Regions from separate parts of the Sus scrofa genome. Here region 2 is linked to region 1. A link is a contact called in public promoter capture Hi-C data. All regions are on one chromosome and are shown on one strand. Each heading gives the region's core, a stretch centred on a gene start, on an enhancer-like site or on the middle of the called end of the contact. The rest is flanking DNA. Distances are from core to core; before and after follow the strand shown. Region 1 overlaps MICALL1 (MICAL-like protein 1). Region 2 holds the start of GCAT (2-amino-3-ketobutyrate coenzyme A ligase, mitochondrial).

The links. Promoter capture Hi-C pulls out the DNA fragments that hold promoters and counts their contacts.
Region 2: a promoter capture Hi-C map of skeletal muscle shows a contact between it and region 1, with 6 times the contacts expected there. The contact joins the promoter of GCAT here to the enhancer-like site in region 1. A contact is called at or near these places in 4 of 5 promoter capture datasets (fetal liver, fetal skeletal muscle, liver and 1 more), 11 of 47 Hi-C or Micro-C datasets (embryonic fibroblasts, fetal heart ventricle, fetal skeletal muscle and 6 more) and 2 of 2 datasets of contacts at active chromatin or transcription factors (alveolar macrophages and skeletal muscle).

Annotation. Positions count from the first base shown.
Region 1 is chr5:9,930,875-9,934,801 of Sscrofa11.1, forward strand. It overlaps MICALL1 (MICAL-like protein 1), which reads right to left. Exons shown (of 16, transcript XM_021091499.1): 11 at 3,130-3,256; 12 at 2,901-2,991; 13 at 2,683-2,756. Among named protein-coding and RNA genes, the nearest start is that of C5H22orf23, 15 kb to the left of the region's middle. Within about 2 kb of position 1,292, at least 29 of the 83 cell types and tissues checked have an H3K27ac peak or open chromatin away from gene starts, as enhancers often do. A contact at or near this core is called in alveolar macrophages, fetal liver, fetal skeletal muscle and 5 more, where this site is marked.
Region 2 is chr5:10,036,977-10,040,844 of Sscrofa11.1, forward strand. GCAT (2-amino-3-ketobutyrate coenzyme A ligase, mitochondrial) reads right to left here and starts at 1,503. Exons shown (of 9, transcript XM_013997525.2): 1 at 1,236-1,503. The coding sequence starts at 1,431. LOC100510904 (histone H1.0) reads right to left here. Exons shown (of 1, transcript XM_003126037.4): 1 at 1,968-3,868. The coding sequence ends at 3,287.

The DNA.
Region 1 (3,927 bases), core at 42-2,541:
GGGGAGCTGAGTCCTAAGAAGCGAGGAACCCACGCCTGAGTGCTAAGGGCGGCTGTGGACCAGCCCCGCGCTAGACACCTCGACGGCAGCGAGGGGGCCCAGATGGGGGGGGGTTACAGGTTTTTGGAGAAATGAAGGCTGTATACTGAAGAGATCAAGGGTACCAGTCTGCCTGCCAGAACGCTCTTCACGGGGGCTCTGCCAGGGCCAGCGCGACGCACCTTCTGAGCACAGAGAGAGACCAGCACAGGCCAAAGAGTTTCCTGCTTCTGTTCACGCATCCACCTAACAAACATTCCTTCACTAGGTGGTTCCTTGGGGAGGCAGGATTCAGGCTGGGCCTGCTGAGAGCCTCCAATAGCGGGCTGGCCAGAATGAGACCGGGTGTGTGTGTGTGTGTGTGTGTGTGAAGACACGGACTCCCCCCCACCAGGGGTCCTCATGCTGGAGAAGCGATGTGACCCAAGTGGCACACGGGGACATTCATCTAATGCCATGAAGGAGGGTGGACTCAAGGGGAGCCTGGGGGCAGGGAGCCCAGCCAGGAGGTGTCCTCGCTGTCTCGGACACCTGTTGTCCCTGCAGCCTCCTCTCAAGAGCCTGAGTCATCCCACAGGACCCCCCTCGGAGGCCCAGCTGCACCCTGACAGTCCCCTTGCCCAGCCCACAGGCTCCCCGGGGACGGATGCCCACACTTGACCTTCCCTCCACAGGCCTCCTCATCTTGAAATAAACACCCTGAGATCCCTCAGCCAGGCCCCAACACCCTACTGCCACCTCCTGCCAAAACTCAGGAGCCACTGGCCCAGCACAGTTCTGGGGACGACGTGGGTTTTGAAATCGCCAGCTCAGTTCAACTCGCAATCTGCTACTTCCTAAATCTGGAGCCTGGGTAAGTTATGTGCCCAACCTACATGGGAGAAAACTGAGGCTTGGAGAAGAGAAGTCCTTAACCAGTGTCACACAGCAAGGGTGGAGCCAAGCTCGTACCCAGGCAGCCTAACACCCCTAAGCTGCCACAGTTGTAGTCTTAGGGGTCTTCAGCCCATCTGGGGCCTTACAAACCATTCTCAGCCTCCAGAGGCAACATCTGGGACAGGATGACGAGCCCAGGATGTGCCGCTACCACACAGAGGACTGGAGACCCAGCACAAAAAGCCCAGGGCCTGACACAACACTGTAAATCAACCACACGCTTAAAAACAACAACAACAAAAACAAAAGCCAGGGCCAGGCTGGCCTGGGGTACAGAGGTGCTGCGCCCACTCCAGCCACAAGGCGTCGCTGTGCCTCCCTCTGAGTGGCAGCCCCGCCCCAGCCTCTGGAGATTGGAGAGTAATTTAAAGATGGCAGTGGAGGGCTGGGACATTCTGTGACTTCTCAGGAACACTCCTGCCTTGGCTTTCATGCAGCCTCCCAAGTTCCCTGGTCAGTGGGAAATCAGGGCCACTGTCCCATAAGGCAGGAGGGGCTGTGTGTACAGGGACAGGCTCAGGTCAGAGACATGGAGAAAAGCCCAGCTCCACCACCAGCGGGCAAGACTCTCAAACTCTCTAGCTCTGATTTCCTCATCCATTAAATGGAAACGTTGATGCCTACTGCCTGGGCCATAGGAAGTGGTCACAGGCCGGGCTCCACAGACTCCTGCGGTCTCTCCCTGCCCACAGCTGTGCTCACTCCATGTCATGGCCACAGACCCCAACTCAGCCACATAGGAACCATCAGCCATCAGCTCCTTTGCTTTTCTTTTTTTTTTTTTTGGAGAGGGAGGTCTCTTTACAGCTGCAGGCGCAGCACATGGAGGTTCCCAGGCTAGGGGTCGAATTGGTGCTGTAGCTGCCAGCCTACAACATAGAGCCATAGCCATGAAGGATCCAAACTGCGTCTGTGACCTACACCACAGCTCACGGCAACACCCGATCCTGAACCCACTGAGCAAGGCTAGGGATTGAACCCACAACCTCATGGGTGCTAATCAGATTCGTTTCCGCTGTGCCACAACAGGAACGTCAGCTCCTCTTTTCCACACCCATCTGCTGGTCCCTAGAATACCCTACCAGGGAGGTATCTTCACTCCTGTCTTACATACGAAGTCACTGAGGCTCAGTGGGGCTAAGCAAGCTGCCTGAGGTCACCCAGCAAGTTAGCGGCAGAACACGGACTATCTGACTCCATGCCAAGCCCTCCCGCCGCCCCTGCTCCATTCTCAGCACATCCCACACCCGGCCTCCCCGGGTCATTCTGAGCCACGCTGTGCAGGGCGCCTTCGCCATCCCCGCTTCCACCTCCACCATCCCCCGCCCCTGCCACCTGAGCCTGCCATGCTCTCAACTAACAGCCATGAGCACAGAGCTGCCCCTGGACAGGCCCCTGCTCTCCCCCCAGGGACCTGCCTCCCCACACATTCCAGGAGAGGAGGGGGCCAAAACAGGCCCGTCTGCCCCTGGGCTTGGTGCTCTCTGCAAGCCTGTCATCCCAGCACCACAGATGTCACAGCCCCACGCTGGCCACCATGCGGGCTCACGGCTCGAGCCTATTTATCACCCGTTAAGACCCAGACAGCCCCTGCCGGTCCTGCCCTCCGGCCTTGCTCACAGAGTCGGCCCATGCGTCCCCTACCAGGGCTCTTCGAGTCCCCAGGCCCCGGGGCCTGGGTCCAGGAGCAGGTGGGACCACACTCACCTGGCTTGTTGAGAAGACACCGGAGCTCATACTCCACGTCGGCCTGGCGCTGCTCCAGGTTCTGCTGCTTGAAGCTAGAGCGTGGGAAGAAGGCGACCATCGGTCAGGTCCCGGCCGCCTGCCCGCTGCCGTCGGTGATGAGGGAAGAAGGGCGGCGTCTGGGTCCTAAGCTCTGCGGGTCCTGGGGAGGCGGCGGGGGCCGGGGAGGGAGCACTCACACGTAGATGAGCTCGGACTCCCGCCGGACCAGCAGGTGCTTCTCGTGGATGAGCCTGAACCAGTCCACCAGCATGTCATCCTCGCGGCCCTCTGGAAGGCAGAGGCCGACTGAGGTCAGGGCCGCCGGCAGTCCCCATCCCCAAAGGGGCCACGGTGGCTCCTCCCCAGGGAGAGAGGCTCCCTCCTGCCCCGGGTCCCCCCGGCCAGGCCCCCCCACAGCTCCCGCACCATTCGCTCCGCCACGCAGCTTCTCCTCCAGCAGGACCCCGCGGTGTTCCAGGGCATCCAGCTGGCGCTCGATGGTGTCCACCTCTCCGTGGATGTCCTCCTCGGGGATGTACTGGTCAGCCTGGACCTGCACGACGGCGCCCGGTCACCTGAAGGACAGCCCCCCCCCCCCCAGGCCTGCGTCCAGAAGCTTCCCTCCTCTCTCCGGCCAGCACGGGCCCAGCACCCCGGCTCTGTGCCACACCCCGGGGTGGCGAGGAGTGGGTGCCACAGCCCCTCCATATCCCCAGCCCCAGGGCCGACAGGCACGCCCGGAGGAGGCAACTTCCTGCCTCTTGTGGCAACTTCCTCCCCCTCCTCTGCCACTCCAGAAAAGATGTCATAGGTGTGAGAGCCCCACTGGAAGAGAAACTGAAAACACTCTTAGGCTGTTTAAGTGGGACTGGTCACGTGACGGTTTGCTCCTTGAACTGCTATTTTGTAAAAGTAACAAGTGACACGCATCACCCATTGCTTTTGGTCGAGAACAGCTGATCTGCTCAAAATCCCCCCTGGCTGCAAGTTAAATCTCCCATCCGGGCCTCCGACATCCAACATCCAAAGGAAGCCGCCCAGACAGCCCATCCTGTCGCAGAGTCCTACAGGAAGCCTCAGGCCACCAAGGGCGTGTGTGTGGGGGGATCCAGGCCCAAAGCAGCCAGCTCTCCAGGGCTCCCAGCTGTAGCTTGGGGGTCTTTTTGGTTTTGTGCTTTTTGTGTGTGTCTTTTTAGGGCCGCACCCGAGGCATAGGGAGGTTCC
Region 2 (3,868 bases), core at 253-2,752, 110 kb after region 1:
CAGCGGAAATTATCACAACATTGTAAACGAGCTCTACTTCAATAAAACTTAAAAAACAAAACAAACAAAAGGACTTTGCACATTCCACCCAAAGCGGAACCGGCCGTTCCTCACTGGCTTCTCCTGTCATTGAAGCTCACCAGCAACCCTTCGTCTGGGCCCTGGTTTCCTCGTGGATGACAGGGGACAGCTGGGTCAGAGGCCCGCCTTGGTCCCCACGCTCCACACGGCTGGCTTTGCTGCCTAGTAGAGAAGCGCATCAGAACCTGACCCTTGAATTATAAAGCCCAAAGCGAGCACAGCTGACCAGAGGAGGCAAGGTTTACTCAGCCTGGGAGAGGCGAAAGCAGGAAAAGAGCCTCGCTCTCCTCATTCCCCATCTTTTGACCAGCTCCAAGCTTCTCTGAGGGCAAGGCAGGGCCTTCCAGGGACCTCTGTTTTATAAACGAGCACAACAGCACCAAGGAGTCCATGCCCATTTCCTGGGCAGATGGCAGGTTTGGGGGTCCGCTTGTCACCAGCACCTCCACCTGGTGGGGCCAGGCACAGACAAGCTGTGGGGTGTGAGACAGAAACAAGGGTGGCCTGGTGGGCCAATTCATGGTGTGACTTCTGCAGCAGCCCTGGAGCCCTTTGCTCACTGTGATTTTGGCCAGTTAGCTGACCTGCTAGTTCCATATGCCAAACCAAACCAAAGCCCAGCTCTGCCTGCAGCTGGCTGGGGCCTTTCCCGCCAGCCACTTCACATCTCTGAGGGTCAGCTTCTTCGTTTGTAAATGGGATTGGTCATCCCCACGTTTTGAAGTTTGCAGAAGTCCAAGTGCAGCAATTAATAGAAGCCTGAACAAAGCAGCGGCTCCAGAAACGCAGAAGTTCATGCTGCCGCCTTCTCACCACCCTCCCTTGAAGCGGAAGAGTGAGAGCCCGCTGGTATCTCTCTATTTTTTTTTCTCACATTCTCACAGCGCTTGATCTCGGGCCAGCCGTGCCCTCTGAATCAAAAAGGGGCTTAAGGGCAAATTACCTCCCTTCGCGTTAACCAGGTTAGAGCTAACCGCGGGAAGCCGAGAAGTCGACAAGTCGGCCTGACAGATGGGGAAGGGTACAGCAGCGACCTGTGCAGGTGCTCCTGCCCGCCCACGGCCTCCAGGACCTCCATTCCAGCCCAAGCCTCAGAACGGCCCTCGAACGCCTGGCCAGGTCTGACGATTCCCAGCAGGAGCGGGGTCCATTACCTCCCGAGACGCCGTCCACGTGTATGCGCGGCCCCTGACGGGACGTGATGACCCGCTCGCTTTTCCAGGTGCCAGCCTCGCGGATGCCTTCCAGCTCCTCCTCCAGAATGCCACGCAGCTGAGCCAGCGCTGACTGCGGGCGACAGCCGCGGGGGGCCCGGGAGAGGGCAGCGCAGAGGATGCGGCCGGCCCACATCGCGTCCACCTCGCCGGAGCGCGCCTGCCCGCTGCGGGCTGTACGCACGGAGACCCCCGCCTGATCACGTGGCGGGGGCTGGGCCCCGACAGCCAATCAGAGCGAGGGGCCCCCGCTACTGGGGCAGGGGAGGCGGACCCAGGGATGGGCGGGCGGGGCCTGGCGGGATCCGCAGTGGACGAAAGTGGATTGGTCTGTAAATTGAGACTGGAGCTGTCCTCAAAGGGGGAGGGGAAGTGACGGGGCGGAGGAACGCGCGTCCGGGCCTCCAGACCCCCACCCATCCCCTGCCTGCACACTTAGCACTCGGAAGGTTAAGGGGATGCCCTACGGGCGCGGGAGGCAGGCGCCGGGAAGCGGGCTGAAGCACATTCTGTACGCTCTAGCCCCAGGGTTGCCCCGGTTCTGTCGAGCTCTTGGAACCCTCCCCCATTCTCAGGTGCAAACGCCCCCGAGATTTCCCCCACTCCTTGCCCATCCGATTGCTACGCATTCTCCTCCAGGCTTGGAAGTGAAGAAAAACACACTGCACGGGCTTTTTCCTTTTTTTTTTTTTTCAATTTTATTTTAAAGTTTCAAAATTACAAAGACAGCAAATTCTTCCCGGCACAAATAACACTTGTTTAAAAAGTAAAAGGGGGTTGGGATGGTGGGGGGGGGAGGGGAAGGACGCACAATTGCGCGTTTTCCCATTTTATTACAAAAAAGGGAAAGACTGTACAGGTTTTTTCTCCCAGCTCCCGGGTGTGAAACGTTAAGTCCTAGCCCTAGATTGTATATATACATATACACACATACACACAGACCTAGCTCTGTAAAACTACTTAGCAATTCAAAGTCAACTGCAGTATGTCTCACTGTCCACTCCCCGCCCCCCTCCTCCCCCATCTACAACTACTCATAAAAGACTCAGAAGTAAAGAGGTCAGGAGGTTTTTAAGTGGCGGGTGGCAGGGCTGGAGCCCCGGCCGACCACCTGGCAAAGCCATCTCTTGTACAGGAGGAACCAAAAATCAGGCGAAAAGGAAAAAAGGTCCTCCTAGGATGCAATCCGATGGTGTGGAAAAAAACCAAGTTTTAACAGGGCACTCTGAGGCACTTGGCTGACCCACTCCCCACCCTTCCCCCAAAGCTTCCTCTGCTGTTTCACAGGAGACCTTCGGAAGCCACAGAGGTCTCCCAATAGCTAGTCTCCAGCTGATTCTGAGAAGCCACAATTTCTAGGACCAGCTGTCATTTTGACCTCCTCCCCTCACCTAGGACAATAGGGAGGCTACAGGGGCAAAGGAACAGAAGTGAGAAGGAAACTGGATGTGGATGCCCCACTGCTCACCACTGGGAGGTGCAAATCAGCCCAGACAGGGTTTTTTGTTTTTTTTTTTCCCCTGCTCCCTCCTTTGCCGTCCCACTGATGCCACCTCTCTCCTCTCCGCTAACGTTCTGCAACTCACGAGGAGTGTTCAACTTAAAACCTTACCAAGGCTGGGCTCCCTGTCATCTTGCCACAAGCTACCTTGCCCCATTCTCCCCCGACTTTTACCTTCCGAATGAATCAACCATCCAACTGAACAAAACACACAAACCCACCCAAATCCCCCAAACCATAAGTAGATTAATGACAAATTAACAAAACAAAATAGAAGTACATCATTACAGAGATTTGTCGTTGCTGTCCTTGCATGACTGCTTCAAGAGAAATGAATTATTCCCTAATTTCTGAGGAATCCAAATTCTGTCTCTTTATAAAGTCAGACGAGGAAGGGGCAAAGGGTTGCAGATGAGGATCAAGTGAGAAGAAAAAAGTATTTACAGAAAACAGGAGACAGGCAGGAGTGTCCACAAGAAAAGCCTCATTGTCACTTCTTCTTGCCGGCCCTCTTGGCACTGGACTTCGCTTTGGGCTTCACTGGTTTGGCCTTCTTAGGCTTGGATGCCTTGACTGGTTTGGCTTTGACAGTCTTGGGTTTTTTGGCTTTCTTGGGCGTGGCAGCCGGCTTCTTCTTGGCCTTCTTGACCGGGGTTGCTTTGGGCTTCTTGCTTGGGGCTTTGGAGGCAGCCTTCTTGGGCTTGGCCGTCTTCTTTGGCGTGGCCACCTTCTTGACTTCCTTCTTCGTCTTCTTGAAGGCCACTGACCTCTTGGGCTCGTCGCTCTTGGCCAGGCGGAAAGACCCCGAGGCACCCACCCCTTTGGTCTGCTTGAGGACCCCGGTGGTGACCAAGCGCTTGATGGACAACTTGATCTGGGAGTCGGCGTTCTCACCCACCTTGTAGTGGCTCTTGATGTACTTCTGGATGGACTGGCGCGAGGAGCCAGCGCGGTTCTTCTCTGCCTGGATGGCAGCCACGATCATGTCTGAATACTTGGGGTGGTCTGTGGACTTCTTGGAGGCCTTGGCCCGCTTGGGCTTGGCCGCCGGGGTGGACGTGGAGTTCTCGGT